Linked DNA regions of Drosophila melanogaster: region 2 is linked to region 1. The links are chromatin contacts, called in public Hi-C maps. All regions are on one chromosome and are shown on one strand. Each heading gives the region's core, a stretch centred on a gene start, on an enhancer-like site or on the middle of the called end of the contact. The rest is flanking DNA. Distances are from core to core; before and after follow the strand shown.

Evidence for each region. A called contact is a pair of places that touch in the nucleus more often than the background predicts.
Region 2: a contact with region 1 is called in a Hi-C map of the Kc167 cell line, with 1.5 times the contacts expected there. The contact joins the enhancer-like site here to the promoter of beat-Ib in region 1. A contact is called at or near these places in 12 of 107 Hi-C or Micro-C datasets (the D17-c3 cell line, the Kc167 cell line, the S2 cell line and 4 more).

The regions. Positions count from the first base shown.
Region 1 is chr2L:15,959,337-15,966,249 of dm6, reverse strand. It overlaps beat-Ib (beaten path Ib), which reads left to right and starts at 3,815. Exons shown (of 7, transcript NM_078855.4): 1 at 3,815-4,241. It overlaps lncRNA:CR43803 (long non-coding RNA:CR43803), which reads right to left and starts at 6,007. Exons shown (of 3, transcript NR_073786.1): 1 at 5,757-6,007; 2 at 5,532-5,692; 3 at 5,060-5,467. It overlaps CG18063, which reads right to left. Exons shown (of 5, transcript NM_165141.2): 5 at 6,819-6,913. The coding sequence ends at 6,900.
Region 2 is chr2L:16,110,342-16,117,449 of dm6, reverse strand. No RefSeq gene overlaps it. Among named protein-coding and RNA genes, the nearest start is that of CG4891, 19 kb to the right of the region's middle. Within about 2 kb of position 3,574, at least 8 of the 39 cell types and tissues checked have an H3K27ac peak or open chromatin away from gene starts, as enhancers often do. A contact at or near this core is called in the Kc167 cell line and larval brain, where this site is marked.

The sequences.
Region 1 (6,913 bases), core at 2,566-5,065:
AAGTGCAAGTTGTGCAAGAAACTCTGCATCGAATTCTGGGTGGGAGCAAAATTAAATGTTTCCGGAAAGGGTGCCGAAATACAAGCCGCCGACTGACATCCCGGAATGGAACTTCAAACAATTTTATTGTCATTTGCCGGGCGCCATTTTGGCGGTTTATTGCATCCACTTTGGGCTTTCATTATGGGGAGGGGGGCACCTTTGACCACCAGAATCATCGCTGTCCCCTGGTCACCAGCCTTACTTGCCTTCCGTCCGTGTCTAACTTGGCACATCATTTAGCGACAGCAAATTCCCGTACAGCCTGACTTGGTCACTTGTCGCCTCGACACTGCCGCCTTACATCCATTAATCAATCAAGTTCCTTTCTTTTAGCGGCATATTTTCCTGGATTCGGTCAAAGGACTCTCGAATTCACACACGCACTCTGCGACAATTAGCGCCCAGTTCCGGGACTTATGCGCTTCCTTCAAGTGTTTTCCGTTAATGAGCGACAACTTTTGGCCTCGCAACAACTGCCTGGTGCTTTTTTATGGTATCTCAAGCATAGGTGGCGGATTGCAGGCTAGTTTTGAAATATATTTTTTAGGTTTCGTTTTGGTTTAATTCCATTCAGTAGCTTAAAGTTGCATCTAAGCATCCTAGCTAGGTTTATTGTTCGGGGGCTGGAAAAACATAATTTATATCAGATAACATTTAATATTTTCAATATTTTGAATTTGGCGTAAAATAAAAGAAAGCAAAACACTTGCTAAAATCTCAGGTTTTTGCCTACATTTCCTTGGCCAACCTATGACTCTAGAAGTAGTTGCTAAGCTCGCCCCCTCGCACTGAACTTCGCACGCCCATGAACCGAGTTGGCTCATCAACTCTCGCTTCATTAGCTGCACACTCCAAAGGCCAATGCCAAGAGGTGAAAAAAGGAAGAGAGCCCTACTACATACGTATATTTTCGGAAAGAAGCTGCTACTACTTGCAGACAATAAACCAGCGGGAAAAAGAAAAGCTCTGGGAGCCGAGCAGGTCAAAGTTACACAAAAGGAAAAACTTGAACGGAGGCAGTAATAGCAACAAAAACCACAACAAGGAGCGACAGGAACTGCTGCTCCTGCTGGCTTTTCCCACCCACAATGCCGACCGCATCGCAGGCGTCGTTGTTGTTGTTGTTGTTGGTTGTTGGCCGTCCTGTTTTCCAGCCTGTGGCTGATTGATCTCGTGGGAAATTTTGCACAGTTGATGCAACCAACGGCAGCAGGGACAAAAGAAAAAAGTACAAAAAAGTAGTAGAAAAAAAGCATAGAATACGGAAAATAAAACGTAAGTTTTCCCCCCGTATTTGCCACTTCTTTTGTTTCGGCTCTTGCGTTTTGTTTTTCATCTCGTTTATTCTTTCGCTGGCGCACACGAAAATTAACTTAATGTCACTTACACTTTAGTGCTTTGGGTTAATTTGGTTAGATTATTGTTAATATCCTTTGGGGTGCTCTTGGCCACGGTGTTACTGCCTTCGAGAGTGTGTGAAGGTCCTGGCCGAGGACTTTTCGCACCACTGAGCTGCGGGGCCCATTAAGAGTTTAGGCTGTTCTAAAATTTTCCACATAAAAATGATGCATTGGTCCCGGTCGAAAGTTTGTGTATTGCTTTCGGCCAGAGATTTGACAAACACATAAATATATCTACGAAGTTGTCCGTTGCATGGATGTGATGAAAATTAAATATATTTTAAAACATTGAATCTTTAAATATCTTTAAACTTTATTTATCATTTACATTTGACCTCAAATATTTTATACCATCTAAGGTTCTTAAAGCCGCGAAACTCCAATAAAAGCATAAAAAATCAGCAATATGGCAAATAAATTTAAACAGTATTCATCGGCTTTTAGGCACGTGTTGGCGCTAAAACTTTCCAAGGGAACAGATTGCCCTCCATATTCATAAGTCAATTGAAATTTATGACACATGCCGTCCCACTGCGCAAATACTTTGTTTATCTCTGGAAAAATATTTATATATGTGCGGTCGTAGGACCCACCCCATTTTTTCGACTTGGCATAATAATTTACAAAGCATTTTACGCTTCGCTTCGCCTGCCATTTGCATTAGCCGCAAAGTCAGTTTACCAATTTAGGAGCGAAGGAATAAATATGTTTGCAATGTTAATGTAAATATAAGTAGGATGCCTGATCTCCGATTTGTTTCACTGTTTTTAATGTGTCTCAGGTGCTGATTCGTCGGATGCAGGAGAAGTAGACGTATAAAAAATGGACACTTAACAAATGGATTTCGCGAATTGTCAAAAAAATGATCCAGCTAGCTTAGTGCGCTGAGCGATAAGTTGGTACAGAAAGGTCATTGTAAATGGATATTCTATTATTAAACGCTAAATGCTCGGGACATATTTTCTGTTCTGTATTAACTATTTCTCTGGCCACCTTGTAGTGCATCATAAATTAAAGCACAATATTTAAATTTGTAATTGACCGACCTTAAAATGCAATCTTTATTTTCTCGCGCAACAATAAAAAATCAGAGTATTGTATACGTAAATTGCGTGTGTTTTTATGACAACGGCGGGTACAAAAGTCCTCCGGCATTTTTTACAACCTGACACCCTCCATCCTTTTGCGAATTACGCTTCCATTTGTATGCAGGGATGCCGTGCCCTTCTATGCGATTCTCATAATTACATTAAGCATATTAAAGCTTGCCGCCGCGTTTGAGTCGGTGTTCCTTCTCCACACACATGTCTGTACATATATGTGTGTACATACATACACATCCCTTCGCGGCGCACAACTAATAACGTGTCATAAAAGATTTTCCTTACTTTAAGTAGGCGGTAGTCAGTCGGTTATGCGGCATAGAGCGCAGCATATTGAAACACCTTAAAACCTTACGAAAAGGTGGAGGTAATACACCGTGATTCTCGAGTAAGGGGATCCCTGATAGGGGCTTACCCTAATTCCTTGACTTGGCACTAAGCAGTAAATGCATTATCCCTAATTAATGGCAATTAATTAAGCCTCACCCAGCGATTTAGCTTGCAAATGAAAATCGATTCCCTGTTTAAAGGTGTTATGAATGATATGATTTGTTTCATTAAGAAGTTCATTGATTGTCTATTGCCTTAATTAATAAACGAATTGCTCGACTATTTGATACCTCCCTAGAGTGAGGTAAAAAAAATATGATAAAGAAGTACTTCCACTTTTTCCACAAGCGTGACAGCTTTGGTGGGCGTGGCAAGTCGTATGAATCTTAAACTTAATTATCCATATTTGATATTTCTGGAGATCTCGACTTCATAAGAATAAATGGAGTTAGGGTATAGTCGTTTAAAGAGTTGTAAGACAAACTTGTCTTCAAACAATAATATGTTTTTAAATAATAATAGAAAAAACGTATTAAGCTCGCAAATAAAGTCCTTCAATCAAAGGGGTTTCACTTATGTTATTACCAGCAGGCGTAACCATGTTAAATAATTTCCCAATATTTTAACAGTGTTGGGACAATCAACTTTTTGTGGGAAAATTTCTTTCGGCGAATCTCTTTCTTAAATTAGAAAATTTAATATATTAGTATAAGCTGAATATGAAATATTTTAAAATTAAATATAACAGTAAAAAATATTTGTGACTATTTTGATGTTCCGACCGTTAAATATTCCTGGGCTCTCTCTCCGAGGTCCTTCGTTAAGTTGAGAGAAAAGGTCCTGCCAAAGCGACATAGAGAGGGAGAATACAAAAACCCGAGGAGCCACGAAGGTATTTCCTTTCTGGGGCGATGCTGGCGACGATGACGAGAAAAATCAGCAGTTTCATTGATAACGCGCAACGAATTGGATCTCAGTCAAACGCCGGCCAGCTGCACTGTCACAAAATTCGTTTTCGTGGCTGCAAATTCACAAAGAAAACAGATTAAAAACGACATCTGTAATGTAACTATATCGTGTTTTGCTCAGAAGTAATGCTGATGACTCACTAGCTTCATAGTTTCTCGAACCAATACTCGGCTCATTGATTCTTCGCTTGTTTTTTCGCAGCGCGTGTGTTTAATTATATAGACCATGTGGATTACTGTGCCACTGGCAAAAACAACAACGAAACCAGCAAATTAATTCAATCGTGTGCAATCTGCTTGTGGGTGCCAATTTGGGTTTCCTTTCAAATTAGTGCGATAATGATATAGACTGAACTGAAATCAAAAATAAAATTACAATATGCCGGCAATTCAAAATGGTAAATAAGTGAGTTATCATCCCAATACAATAAAATATGGGGTATATTTAAGTGTTACATGCAGTATTTTTGAACAGAAGAGATCCCCTTCATTTTTACTGCGTTTCAATTAATTTCAAATTTAAAATTAATTAAACTGAGAGGACCCGCAAAATGGCCACTAATTAGTTTGGCCTGCGCTGACCATTGGCCCCGTAGCAGCGCTCATGACCCTGGCATGGCAAAAAAATTTAAAAAAAAACCCGACATTTCTTATTGGACAAACAAAATAAGGGAATCGACCCAATTAAACTTCCGGCATATTTTTGTTTTCTGCGTATTTTATTTAAGCGCCGACATTTTCAATCCAACCTTTTCAGCAATTTTTTCGACCCCTGTAGATTTATCTAAATACGTAGGGGTGTCCTGGTAACACCTCCCACCCAAATGTTGTTTTCCAGCTCGAAGCGAGTTCTTGGTCGATTCTGGGGCCTTGTTCAGTGGTCGACTGTCGTCCAGTTGGCGTCACATAAATTTATATGTATTTCCAGCAAGCTTCCCGCCTCGAGGGGCTGACAGTGACTTAATGAGCTGCGGAAGTTAATGTGCAACTTGGCTCAGACTTGTTTCCATTTTTGCTGGCAGATTTATTTGCATATTTGGGCTAACTCGGCTAGCCCGATTTTTTCGCTTTGGCTTTTTCGCTTTGGCCTTCTCAGTTCATCCGTTTGTTTTTCTGACCCAATTTCGGCCTAATTAACAATTATTCTTTGCCCAGAATATTTATATTTATTATTTGTCACCCAAATAAGTACATTCGATTGAAGTGTAAAAGTGTAAATTTATTATTTATGTTTTTGTATTACATCCATATATTATGATGAATATCATAGTGTTCAGTCAAGTCGAGTTTCTGCTTTTAATATGTAATCTCCTGCAAGAAGAACACAAGTAAAGGTGTCATCAAAGAGTCCAGCTTGGCCATCAAGGTGTGTTCGATCGAGGTATGTTGTGTTTGATGGTGTCCAGAGAGAGAGACAGTGATCTGCTTTGAATACGGGGCAAGAGTTAATTCTAATTGCCCGTTGTCAGCGTAGGATACCGCTAGGACTACACTTATTGGTATTAGTATTATATCCATATATATTCTGCGAACTGAAGAATATCATATGGGTGTTTAGGCTAGTCGAGTTTCTGCTTTTAATATATAATATCCTGCAAGAAGAACACAAGTAAAGGTGTCACGGCTGCAAAAAATTGGTACTGTAAGGCAGGAATATTATAATATTAAACGATATAACGAATATCTACCTATAATGGAAAGTCTCCGGCTTGGGCAATATGGTGTGCTTGATTGGGGAATGGTGGGTTCGGAGCAAGAGTTAGGCGTAAAATGATCTTACCGCTATTATAGAAACGGTTTGTTATATTAGTCCTGCATATACCGAAAACAAATGTAAATGTGTTGAAAACTGCAAAAAATTTATACTGTAAGGAAGGAATTTTATAAAATTTAACTATATAACAAATATTTACCAATAACAAAAAAATGGTTTTTGTGTTATCAAAACTAAAAGAAAAAGAAGAGCCGAGTCATTTTTTGGTGCTTCAAGAATTCTGGTGCACAGTGATCCGATATAAATATTTTCACTTTATACTTAGAACTAATATTAAATAACAAAACTTTATTCTTAAAACTAGCCGAAAACTTGTAAATTTTGTAAGTCAACCGAAAATCACTGAGAATTTGGAGTTCAATTCCGAAGGTGTTGCTTGTTTGAACTTCGGGAATCAACTGAATTGTATTATTCCCGTTTATAGTTACGTACGAAATTTCGATTGACAGAAAAAGTCTCAGCATATGTGATTACATTTTATTTGTAAGCTAAGCATAGACTTTTGTGGCATCGCCAAGGGCCAACCCACTCGCTATGCAATACGAAAATACGAAAATTGTGTAAATACACATTTCTGTTGTAAACACGTTTATTGATGTTCAGCCAATTTACTTTAATTTCTAATGAATTTTTTTCTTGTGAGGGATGCACGACTCTTCCACTCTTTAACGAAATCCAGCACAATCGAAAGCCTGTAAATCTGGCATTGCCCAAAGACTGGGTCCTCCACGCTAGTTCCCTATTTGTATGCTTAAGTTCATTAGAGTCGGTTGGCAAATATTTACCAGAGTTGGCAATTTTGGCTTTTTGCTACGGTTTTTTTTTTTTTGGCTGCAAGCAGCAAACATCATTAAATTTAATTTGCTGCCAATATTGAACTTATGCTTGTGTGTGCGGAATAAACAAAGAGGAAAAGTCTCGCCGAGTATAAATTAAAAAGACTTATTTAAGATTTATTTATATTTTATTTTATAAGATATTTTACAAAAATATCATGGATCAGACTTATACGGTTATAATTAGATAAATACATTTAAAATTATTAATTTTAATTTAACCAACGCAAAAGTTAAAAGAAAAAAGGATAGCTATAGTCGAACTAAACATTAAGTGCTCAAAATATAATGAATTTCGCGATTTAGTCCATTTTCGGCTTGAAAACAACATTGACAAGTACATATAACAAAATCATACGGATTTTACAAGATATCTTAAAGGTTCTTTATTGTGAAATATTCGTAAGGTTTACAACGATATATAATATACAAAGATTATTAACTCCTTAAGAATCATTAA
Region 2 (7,108 bases), core at 2,325-4,824, 150 kb before region 1:
TAAGTCGTACATTTGATATGGAGCAATGTGAAAGGGAAAACCACTTGGGTTCTGAAATGACTTATAAAACTGTTTAAAAGTATGCAGTAATAAAACGAAAGTCACAATCGAAATAGTTATATGCTTTTGTATACTTTTGGAAAGTTTTGACGAAACTTCCTGTTAATTTGTCAGGCTAAGGCCTCAAATAAATATAATCTATGCCATTTTCAACCACTATGAAGTCTAATAAGCCTCCCTTTGTTTACACGATGATTAACCCGAAAACCAATGACCCCTTACAATCATTGGGTTTCATATTCATTATCCATTTAAGTGCAATAAACAAATGCCGAATGCACTGAATATTTACCGCACATATTTACCGCACATCTAAATTAGAGATTCCAAACTGAATCAACCATTGATAGCCACTTCACTTCCGTTGACGCTTGCCCTGTCCATTCCGCGTAATCCAATACGGCCGATTATTTGTTGTTTGGTCAATCTGCATATATGTTTATAACCAACCCACTGAGCGATAAATGCAATTTTGATGTGGAGCACCGCAGCTGTCAATGACGGAATAATATTTTCAATAATTTTAAAATGCTCCCCTGGCAAATAAATTAATCGAAAATGCCGAAAATGGGCTCCGGCTTTGGCAAACCGTATAAATGCAAATGAAATTATAGCTTCAATTATTTCCACTATCATTTACATAGTACAAAAAAATAAAAGTTTTATAGTAGATAAATTAATGTTTATCGAACTTGAACCGCTTTTTAGCCAATTAAGATTTGGAATCTGTTTTAATGTGTATTGCATGGAGTCTAGGGCCTTGATCCCTTTGATTTCTCAATTTAGACCTTTAAACTGAATTTAAAGTTAACTTGGAGTTCATTAAAAAGTTAAAAGACGTGTGTGGTCTCTAAATCAGTCCATACCTGCATTCATGCATTCATCTCATCGGCACCATATTTAGGCGAGAAACGGACCGAATATTATGTCCTTTTGTTGTAAGAACAGATTTATGTTCTCAAAAACGCCCAACAGCAGGATAGAATTCTTACCTAAGCTGAGATTGAATTTATTTTATGAAAGCTAAGCTCCCCTTTGAATTGGAATGAAGCCCGGAATGCCAAAGTCGCCGAAACAATATGAACCATAAATGAAATCGTGCGTAAAATGCGAACAAAAGAAACCCGTTTGTCGTTCCATATTGGAGCGAATATAATTCCACAAAAAAAGAAAAGGAGGAAAAAAGTCAATATGTACAAACGTATGAATATGAAAATTGATGTATGAGAAAATTGCAAGGGCACGCAAAGCATTTTGTATTGCCGAGCTGAGTGATTGAGGACGGGTAGCAAATTGAGAACTTCGAATTGGGAATCAGCCTCAGATGGAAGGCAGTCCTTTTTTGAAGGGATGGGTAAAATTCCTTTGAGTATCAGATGCTGAGAAACCTAACAAAATGAGCTTTGATTTTGGGCATAAGGCAGAGTAACAGACCAACTGTAATACAATTTCCACTGTCTTGACAACTTTATGGGCTTACTGCCTGGCAGGTACTTTGAGCATTTGCAAATTTCCAATTTCATTTTTTTTTCCTATTTTGCATAACTAATTGTTGCTGGCGCAGGCAAAGAAACAGAGGTTGATGCCGAATTGGCTGCATAATCTGTACCATTTTGTTATCAAATTACACATGTTCAATTTCAACATATTATTGAGTGATTTGCATAGTGACTTGGGGGCAAACAATATGCCGGAGATGCTTGAATAATCTGGAAAATTTGATTGAGTTTAAAATGTAGCCAAGTTGGAAAATATTTATCTTGAATATTTATTCATAGCTTAATGCTTAAATAACTTTGAGTTTTTTGCTTGAATAACTTTTCAGTTTTTGTAAGAGTTTCTTTCGAAATGGTAACGAATTGTTCCTCGCATATGTTACTTGTCATTTCTTGGTTAAACAGGCCCATTAGGAAAATCAACAACTTTCCAACTTTTGGAGTTTAAGTAATTTTACCAAGAAGAACAGTATTCTCGCTTTGTCTATCTTTCCCCCGTTTCAACTAATGAAAATTTTAATTAAAATTGGCGACCCAAATTTTTATATGACGCCATCGTTTTCCTTTCGTATTTTTCTATGGCAAATTGTCACATCATTTTTCAAGTGTTATTTAAAATGCATTTTCTAGTAAATGATGTGCGGCATTTTAATTAGCTCTCCTTCCCAAGCAAAACTAATTCAATTTGCACTTGGCAAGCAAGCAGAAGAACAAAGAGAGAAAGAACCTCTAGCACGAAATTTGGCTGCGTTTTCTTATTATTTTATTTTTTTTCCTGCTTTTTTCGGGACTTCAAAGACAAGCGAAGTCGGTTGGTTCTTCGCCTGGTTGAAACGACTTAACGACTTCTGGTGGCTGGCATACAAATTAGTTTTTTTCACCGACAGAACGTAGGAAATATAGAGTACGGAACATTTCGCATGAGCGTTTTTTTATTTTATTTAACTTTTTCGGTTAACCGAAAAAATTAAAACATCATCATTTGGTGCACTCAGCCAAAAAGTCAAGTTTACTCGAGTCAAGTCAAGTCAACTCATCTCAACCCAGACTCTGGTCGGTGTGTCTGTTGAATTTCAATTTCGCTGCCCTGTCAACCCAAAAAGGCCGGAGTTCATATGAAAAACATTACGCATACGCACGGTTGCACAATTTTAAATGGCACGCGCACAACAAATTTTCGCCACCGAGCAAAATCAAACCGAGTTAAGATTTTTCTTTATCTCCCCTGTTTGACTAACCAGCCGTGTTTTCTGAGCAGCGGATTAGTTAACTACTTGACAACACCATCCAAAATTCAACTCCCCCATGAGTCTTCACTTTGAATCAAAGTTTTCCCAATGGAGACTGGGAACATGAGACTTTGTCTCATGTGACGCTGTGCGTCGGCAAACATGGAAAACATTTGTTGCCTCCGTGTGACTCGGCTTCTTCAGGTGATTCGCAAATAATCAAGAAAGTTTTCGTATTAATTTGAGAGAAGCTTTACTCCTGTTGTTGTCTCTTATTGACCTCAATTTATTCAGACCACGTTGGCTTCTGCGTTGGTTGAGGAAACTCAAAATTTGTCAAGGATTTACCGGCGAATTGCGTCACGGTGCGAGGTAAAAATGAAAAACGAACGTATATTTCATTAAAGCTTTCATAATCGAAACTTATATTACATTAAATATTAACAAAGTTAAGAATACATTTCTTGGCTTGCTCTGAGTCTTAAAAGTATAAAGGCTGTGGGATGATTTGTGTATATCGTAACAGAAATTTTAGGTGTTAGCTCTGAAAGAAATCTGCAGTACAATACTTGGAAATGAATACCACTGCTGTCGATGATCGCTTGGTTTTTTCCCTTCATTGGAATCCTTCTCCTTTATGGTGCGTCCATTCTGACTCGATATCTCAATCAAAATCAATTAACGCCCCAAACACTAAGCTACCGATTGTTGCCATTTCATTTGCTCTCGGACATACAGATAACACAGTCCCTTAACACCCTACTGCCCGCTGTCCAAGCCCATCCCCAATGGCTTGTCGTATGTTCCCTGGACAACGACAATGGCAGGCAACAAAAGCGCCGGGCATCAACTCCTCCAAATGAAGCCAGAAAGTAACGCAACACATAAAATAAAAAATTGAAAAAAAAAAACAAAACAAAACAAACAAGGGTTTAAAATTGAAGCGGAAATACCCTTTTTCAATCGTTTTATCCATTACCAGATTAGTTTCTGAAATTTTCATATCATATTTATATAACATATACAATTTTATAGTATTTAATTGCCTTTAATTTTGATATTTCATTTATTACTATAACATTTTTAAAGTTTCAGATTCAATTCCAGTCTGCAATTCCCAAAGTGTCAATTTACGTCATGGCGATACAAGCAGGCAAGAAATCTACAATACCCTCTAACTGTACAGCCACTGGAAACAAACAACAAAAAAAAAAAGGAACTACAAAAACAAGGATACTCTTTGGGGAGTGGAATATCGCTGAGAAGTCGCCAAATTGGGTACAAAAAAATGGACAGCGGGCTGGGGAGAACCCTTTTGTCAACATAAATGAAATGCGCCCACAATTTCAAGTTTGGCGACGCCGTCTCTCTCTCTCTCTCCCCGTCGCAACTCTAAAAGTATAAAAGGAATGAAAAGCGAAAAGCACAATAACAACACGGGCAGCGAAGAGTGGTTAAAGGTTGGTTAGGGTCCTGCGATGGGTGGGTTGGGGTTTTCGGTGCTTCAGTCGTACAAAAGAAATGACATTCGAGTGCAGTGCAGTGCAAAAAATGACATAAGAATGCATTAAAAGCGCGCGTCAACGTTGACTGACTACGGAGTGTGGGAAAAGGACGGCGGGCGGGAGTCCTGCGAAAGAGACGGCAAGAGAGCAGGGCGGTACAAGGACAGCGACAGAACGAGACAAGAACAACACAGCCAGATACTGCGAGAAAATGCTTTTCCAACAATGCACCAGACGAGACGGCGTCAAGTTGACTTCCACATCACAACCTCAACTCCCTCGCAGGAGACATCATCCATGGTCCCCGAGCCCATTCCACCGATTTCTCAACAGGGCAGAACGGCGGAGAACTCGAAAAAGTGCTCGCACAAAATGACAAACAGTCATACTGATTGAATAATGGTCGTAAATCGCATTGGTGACATTGCTCCAGGTGCTTTGGTGGGGCAATATTGGGATTTTGGGCAATGGAACGAGCTTGAAAAGATGGTTTTCACTTTGAAAAACGAAGAAAAATATAGCTTCTTGTAGAACAAGAAAACAAATTTAAAGTTTGAGGTACACAGGTGTTGGTTAGATTTAAAAACTGTTTTTCTGTAAAGAACTTCCAACGATTTGTATGCCATATTTACAGACTGCTTGGTCAACTTCATGTATATATATTTTATAAATTTTTTTGAATAGCTTGATCAGAATCGTAAGCAATAGTTAAACTTATATTGCTTAAAGCTGCACTGTACTGCAAAGCTTTTCAGCACAATCTTCATTGCAACTGCAATTCTTTTTTAAGTGTTTAAGAACTCTACTCCAGCCTCCCTTTTAAATAGCTTATGGATTTTTGAGGGCCTGCACCCAGATCTAAAAATCCAAATACCATTTAGCGTTTTGAAATTTATGTGTTCACAAAAACTTCAATTCATTTTTTTTTTTTTTTTTGGATCCAAGCTTCGCGTATTTTTTCCAGCTCTGCCGATTTATATAGAACTTGTTTGGCAGCTAGCAATTGGATTAGAGCCGTGAGATGGTTGACAGGTTTTTTCCGGGCTGCAAGTTGAATGGGGTGGGCTTGGGGCAGTGGCAACATGTTGATGTTAAATTGATTGGTGGCAATAGGATTACCTAGACACGCCGTCTCCATCACGAAGCGAAGTAGTTCGATGTGAACTTAATCGACAAAGTTGGTCGAATTTTGTGGTATGAAAGGGTAGAAAGTTAATGCCATTTATAAGGGTGAAGAATATCTTGATTGGATTGATTTTGCTTTGTATGTACATCTCATTAAAATTGTTCTTCTATCCACAACAATTTATCAATATGAAATTCATTCCAGAGCTGCTTGCCATAACTTTAAATTTATTTTCGCGCAATTTAGTTTTAGAATTCCTAATGGTCATCAAACCATTAGCACCCGCACCCCAAATTAAAGATGCACCCCATACTGACAGCCACCCCCAACATTAAAATGCATTTTATGCAGTCGCACACAACATGTTATCGCTTCGGTCCACCCCGCATGCCAATTTGTCTATAAATGTCTTTATGTGAATAGAAGTAATTTCCTAGTCCCCTTAATCAATGGATTCCAACCCTAATGTCAACGAAAGGAAGTCAAATCAATAGCCACAAATTTCGACATTTGTCCAACGACTTTGCGAAACTTTTTTTGCGTTGGTATTATGGCGGAGCGAGTAAGAATTTGCAATTTTATGAGAAGGCGAAATGCGTATCCTTCACCCCCGAGGAACGGAATTAATACATTACACATTTAAGCCCTCCCCTGAACTTGACATGACCCGATGAACCCCGATGAGATCGAATGTTGCACATAATTCGAGGCAAAGTATTTTTAGCGCGTGCCAGAAAACTAGGGTGGAAACTTTCATTTCCCCCCACTTAATTTCACCCCCCCCATGGTGGGTGGGTGGCGGTCTTAAGAAGTTAAGTTAAATCGCAACGGCGTCGACAATCAATTGATTTATGCAAGTCTATGGGCGGCGGGCGTTTGAGTCTTTGATATTTATTTGCCAAATATTGTATTTGGTGTGGCTGGCCAGCCCTGCAAAAGGACATTGTTTCATGACCCGGATATTGGCTTAGTCCGATTGAACTTCCTTGTCTTAATTGCCCAGAGGCAGTTAAATTTCAACCATTTGCTTTATTACGAATTTTCTTTTAAAGCTCTCATCGTTTATTTCAATTTGTTGTTTACATCAGACATTTTTTTTCGCGTTTTCCCTCTGGGTTTTATGATTGCTCTTTTATTATATAATCGAATTTTCGTTTCGCTTAAGCCGCTTTCGCCTCAGTAAAATTTTAGCCCAGTTTATGGCTTGCAAGTCGCTCCCAGTGCGTAACGAAGATTCCTAAAGGATTAGTGTTTCTTTACCAAATATTTGCGCGATGTGTTTCATCATGTGAACGCTAAATAATATGAAAGAGGAACTTTATACAGTAATTTGCAATATAAAGAAACCTCTTTTAAATCAAGGATGACAGAAATAGTTATACATTTACATACAAGTTTAAGAATTTAGATAAATTTATATTGCTACATTTTTTTTTTAAATTCTTGTTTAGCTCCCGAGAAAAAGACTTTTTTTTGGTTTAGTTTAGAAAGCTGATTTAAAAGATTTTCTATATTCTTGACCCACTGTGTCTTTTATATGCTTGAAATCATTTCCAGCCGCTACCTTTGCAGCATTTTTGTCGGTTACTTAAAAAAAAAACGTCTTATCACTTTCTTATCATTTATCTTTATTATGACCTAAGACCCTCAACAAACACGGCTTCATTTACTTTTCAACAAGAACACAAAAAA